Regions from separate parts of the Mus musculus genome. Here region 1 is linked to region 2. The links are chromatin contacts, called in public Hi-C maps. All regions are on one chromosome and are shown on one strand. The core of a region is the stretch at or near the end of the contact, and the rest is flanking DNA. Distances in the headings are between cores, read along the strand shown. Region 1 has its middle 10 kb from the start of Gm40720. Region 2 holds the start of Smim24 (small integral membrane protein 24).

Region 1 (2,700 bases), core at 12-2,511, 770 kb before region 2:
CCTCTACCACAGTAGTGCTGGGAATACAGGTATGCAGGTCCGAAAAGAAAAGAGAGGCAAGGGGATTCATGGCTTAATAGAGCCCAGCCTTTTATTGGGTGTTGCAAATGTAGAGGGAACTATGCCCTGATCATGACTTCTGCATTTGCAAACAGAGGGGAGGTGCCCAGAAGGATGTTAAAAGGTTTCCAATTTTTGTCTACACTTGAAGTTACCAGTGAACAGTTAGCTAATAAACTTCAGGTGATTGATAAATGATCTGATTAGTGTTCAATTGGGATGCACAGACCACAGCAACCAAAAATATAGTTAAAAAGTGAATTTCCTTTTAGCAACCAAATTATGTAGTTACACTAGTTCAAGGAGAACAGAAGAGCTGGGCAAATTTTTGTGGCCCTGCCTAACTGGTTGGTTTTTTGGGTTTTTTTGTTTTTGTTTTTGTTTTTTGATATTTGTTTTCTGGATGAGAATGGGATAAAAAGTATGAGTTAATCCTCTGTTTGCCTCCAATATAAATTGTTATTCTCTTGAGAACATGGAACCATAAAGCCTGATACCATGTTTTAAAATTTATTTTTGAGATTATAATTACTTCATTTGGTCTTTCGCTTTCATCTCTCCTGACCCTCTATATAACCTCTTTGCTTTCAAATCCATGGCCTCCCTTTGCTTTGTTTCTCCTACTTGAATTTGACCTAAGGTTATCTACAGGACTTTCCAGTTCTGAGGTAAAGAGATAGCTGTACTACAACACTGAGTGTGTAATGACTGTGCATACTAGAGACCTTATACCTAGGAGGAGAAACATAAAGTGCTCTGGGAGACTGAAAGCATTTCTACTTAAATGCAAATTTCCAGTATAGTGACCCTGTGTGCTTGTTGGGTGGAGGACAGACCTGGGAAAAAGTTTGTGTGGTATAAGTCCTTTGATCTCTGATCATAGTGTAGGGGAGTTGTTATTCCAGGGAGGCCTATATAGGTGAGTGGCCCTTGCCAAAGAGGGTCTCTGGAGCAAGTTTTGCCGCGGGAGAACCAGTGAGTAACAGCATGGTGCTTCTTTCCAGGGTTCTCACCCAGATCCAACACGTGAGTCTGTGTCCACTGTGCTGCTATGTATCAAAGCATCTGAGCATATTGCTTTCCCAGGAATACATAGTGACGAGGAGGTGGATCAGGCAGATTGCAGCTCATGTGCAGTAGCCAACGTGGCAAGAAGCAGGTGGTGGCTGTATCTTTTCTTCTTTGGCTGCTGTCTGACTTCAACCTTATTTATCTGGGTAGTCTACTGCTGCACAGGAAATGAAAGAGGAAGAAGAAAGAGGCACTGCCCTAAGGAGAAAAGAGCTCCTGTTCTGTGTCATTAAATCCTTTCCACAAAGAACGGGTTCACTACATAGGAAAATTTAAAAGATTTGAATTCCTTGATCCAAAAACAAGTTTAACAGTATTTAATAAAAAGACTAATATTTGATTTTTAAAAAAGAAAACAAATTTCTTTGTCTTTTTTTTTTTAACGTTTTCTTCAAAGATATTAAGATGTTGCTATTATGTCCTATTTTGGAATAAGAAACTGCAATGGGGAGGGCACACCTGTCTGTTTAGTATTAGTTGATTCCATAATCCTGAGACATGCCTCAAGTACAAAAAATAATACTTATAGCATCTATTTCATTAGTACGGTTAGGGTGCCTGGGAGGTACAAGGACCTCAGGGGGAACAAACGGAATCACACCAGATGCTGAGTCTTGCCTCTGGTTCCCACATCCCAGGATGAACCCTACACAGGGTCCTCTAGCTCCTTCCCACGTGGGGATGGCAGCCCTGCTCCCCATGGCTCAGATTCCCAGCTTACCTGGCTCTCCTCACAGGTTCCAGCAGTGGGTCACAGGGCAGCACACAAGCCCCTTCTTCAAACACAGACAAGCCTGCAGCATAGCGAACTAGAAGTACCCTCCCCATTCTGACAAGTGAGTCCATCTTGAGACCCTGATTAGTATTAGCTGAATCCATAATCCTGACACAAATCTCTAGTACAAAAAAGTATTATTCCATCTACTTCATTGGTATAGTTCAAAGTAAGTCCCCTGATTCATAGGGATGGTTCCTTTGCCAAGATATTGATTTGTCCCCATTAGAATGTTAGACCTATACCCAGGCCAGAAATTCTGTTCTCTTGTTCATGGAGCTTTTTCTATTGACAAGATTTCATTACTACCTTACCCCTTCATAAAGTCCCTAAAAGCACTTAGCTCAGAGATCACAGCTCTGAAGACACTTTTGGCATCTTTGAACTCCGGTAAGGATGAACTTGTTAATAGTTCTAGTGACATTCCAGCCCTTAATTGGTAAGAAACATGTTCCTTTCCTTTGAGGTCTTTTTTTTTTCCTAAGCTGCCTAGCCAAAGAACAGGAAGTCTCCTGTTTTCAAACCCAGCCCCTCTGAAGAGGCAACCTTACCAGGATTGAGGCAACAGCGTATCTTGCTTCCTCCAGCTGTATTTGGGGAAGGTATTGAGGCAACCAACCAAAGATCATCTTTAAAAATTCCAAATGACAGGTCTACAGAGGAAAGCCAGTCCTTGACTGGTGTTGTGAAAGAATTAAAATGTCCAAAGTCCATCAGTCTTTCTTCATAGGCTCACAAAGGCCCCTTCCATTAGACTCCTCATTTTCCTTCAACCTCAAAGGTTATTCTCCAGA
Region 2 (2,700 bases), core at 16-2,515:
GTTCACAGGGCTCAGCTGTATTTCCAGCTGCCCATGCCAACTCTCCCCCACTTCTATTCCTCTCCCAGACCCAGAATCTGCACTAGAGAGTCCCACCCAGAGTCCACCTGCTGGACACTGTCCCCTCCCCCCAGCTGGGCCTCTCAGGACTGTCTGGGGGGAATCACCCACAGGGTACCTTGGCTGTGAGTTCTCGTTCATAATGTGCTCCATTCTGAATGTAGCCTCCTCATCCTCTGCTCTGCACAAATAGAAACATTGATACAAGAGCTGTTCTCTGCCTCAGTATCCCCAACTGAGGTCATGAACGCCAAGAATCAGAAGGGATCAACAGGGCAGCAAAGCAAGATGACCTCCAGGCTGACCCTGGGAGGGAGCACAGAAGGGCGGGGAGGTCAAGGAGGCCCTGCGTGGGACAGGGGCAGGTCCTCACCTGCCTTTGGCGCACCAGACACGATTGGCCAGCATGAGGATGAAGACTATAAACAGGAAGCCCACTACTGCAGCCAGGCCTACTAGCCAAGGCTTCAGGCGGCGCTCTGAGGCTGCAAAGGACAAGACAAGTCAGACACAAAAAACGAAGGGTCTGCAGGGGGAAGGGGAGCCTGCAGGGGAAGTGGGTTCTGCGAGAGGGAAAAAGAAGGGTCTGTTGGGAGCAGAGGGGTCTGCGGGAGAGAGGGGAAGACGTTAACGGAAAGAGGCGGGTCTTGGAGGGCGGGGCTTAGAAAAGGCGTAAAGAGGTGGGAATCAGGAAGAACGTCCAAGACTAGGAGCTGCCAGGGGCTTAGGGGGCAGAGGTTGTAAAGGAGGTCCGCGCCTCCCGGAGAAGCTGGGCTTCTAAGGGGTGAGGCTTTTAGATAAAGTAGTTGAGGAGGCGGGGGAAGTGGGGGCGGCGAGGGGGGGGGATAGCTCAGAGAGGCCTTGAAGGAGCTGAGAGGACCAGCTGGAAAAGGGCAGTGGCCTTAGCTTACAGCGTTGAGAGGGGAGAAGGATGTTAGATCAGAGACAGGGCAGAAGGAGTCATTGGAGAGCACTCGTCCCCACCAGTGCCCTCTTCACTTCCTCTTCCTGCCTTGCCTTAGTTTCTCCTAATGGGAAATGAGATGCTGAAGAGCCCCTGCCCCAGTTCCTAACACCCACCCAGCGCGGGCTCCACACCCTAGTCCTACCCTGCTGGGCCTCAGCGGGTGTCAGGAACAGTGTAGCCAGCAGCAGCAGCCTGCCCAAGGTGTCCATGGCCAGCACACTGGATATGGGCCGACGTTCAGCTGCAGGTGTGAGCTGCACAGGGCTCGGGTGGGGTTAAGACAGTGATTGGGCGGGGCGGGGTGGGGAACCTGCCGTCTGTGGCCCAGCCTCCCATGCCTGCTTGGCATCAGACCCCTGCATCTTTGGAGGGCAGAGTCTGCGGCTAGTTTAATATTAACCTAGACTGTCCCTTCCCCCGCACCTTGCACCCCTCCCTGGAGACCAGCAGCCCCAGGGACAGGTCCTTAGAGTCCTCTGTAAGAAGTCAGGCTGCACAGATGGGACGTCCACGCTGTCACGTGCACACAACCAAGTGTGGCAGTCAGGCTTGGTGGCTGGGACAAGCCTGGCAACTTTGTGTCTAGTAGGTCAGCCCAGTGGGGTTGGCAGCTCTGTGAGCACCAGGCTGCAAAGGAGGCAGGGAGCACCACGTTCCTAGAAGGGGGACCCTCAAAGCAATGGCAGAGACACCTGCCTGCAGAGCATCCAGACATCTCAACATACAAAGACAGGGCACAGGCTTCTGCCCTCAACCTTGGGCCTCAAGCTGATTAGATATCAAGCCTCACCTGGGCAAAGGAGGACCCCACCCAGAAGTGTCACGGGTGCAGCCACAGCCTGCGCACGTGCAGGAGACAGCAAGGAAACGGGGCACTGATGTCCTCATGTGCCCGTCATTCCCACACAACAGAGGCCTGAGACAGGAGGATGGTTAGGTCTAGGCCTTATCTGACCTCCAGAGCAAGACACTGTCTCAGAAATAAAACTGTGTGCTGGGCTGTAGCTCAGAGGCAGAGCAGTCTCCCAGCTTGCATGAGGCCCTGGGTTCCATCCCCAGCACCCCAGAAACGAGGTGGGATGATACATGCCTGTCATCTCAGCATTCAGAGGTGGAGGCAGGAGAATGAAGAATTCCAGGTCATCCTCATCTACATACCAAGCTTGAGGCAGGTCTCACACAGTTTGGAAAAAGGGTTTGGCTTTTTTTTCCTGATTTTGGTTTTTTGAGACACGGTAACCCTGGCTGTCCTGGAACCTAACTTTGTAGACTCTCGAACTCAGAGAGATTCTCCTGCCTCTGCCTCCTGAGTGTTGGGATTAAAGATGTCACCAGGAACCCAACCAGGCATGCCTATCTATATTAAGCTCCTACTGTATACTCATGGAGTCCTGAGCTGAGAGATCTGAGCCCAGGTGGGATGTCAGGAGCCCAGACTGACATGCCCACCAGCTGAGGTGGGGGAAGCCCTGTGGAGAGGACCTACCACACATGGTTCCTTATGCTCCCTAGTCCAGGCTGGCCTGGAATGTGCCATCCTCCTGCCTCAGCCTCTTGAATGCTGAGGATGACAGCTTGGTTACTCCGTGCTGTGTGTGACAATAAGCTGAGGGACCTTCACCCAGACATTTCTCAGTGGCCTGCCTCAGTTTCCAGTCTGTGCTACTGGGCTC

The links. Hi-C and Micro-C count contacts between places; a contact is called where the count stands out from the background.
Region 1: a contact with region 2 is called in a Hi-C map of B cells, with 3 times the contacts expected there. The contact joins the enhancer-like site here to the promoter of Smim24 in region 2. A contact is called at or near these places in 4 of 39 promoter capture datasets (cranial neural crest, maxillary cranial neural crest, pre-B cells and 1 more), 1 of 15 datasets of contacts at CTCF or cohesin (large pre-B cells), 7 of 484 Hi-C or Micro-C datasets (the 63-12 cell line, B cells, cortical neurons and 4 more) and 3 of 115 datasets of contacts at active chromatin or transcription factors (T-cell acute lymphoblastic leukemia, large pre-B cells and pro-B cells).

The regions. Positions count from the first base shown.
Region 1 is chr10:82,166,567-82,169,266 of GRCm38.p6, reverse strand. No RefSeq gene overlaps it. Among named protein-coding and RNA genes, the nearest start is that of Gm40720, 10 kb to the left of the region's middle. Within about 2 kb of position 1,261, at least 15 of the 459 cell types and tissues checked have an H3K27ac peak or open chromatin away from gene starts, as enhancers often do. A contact at or near this core is called in B cells and pro-B cells, where this site is marked.
Region 2 is chr10:81,391,629-81,394,328 of GRCm38.p6, reverse strand. It overlaps Smim24 (small integral membrane protein 24), which reads right to left and starts at 1,265. Exons shown (of 4, transcript NM_001099917.1): 1 at 1,170-1,265; 2 at 434-545; 3 at 179-241. The coding sequence starts at 1,236.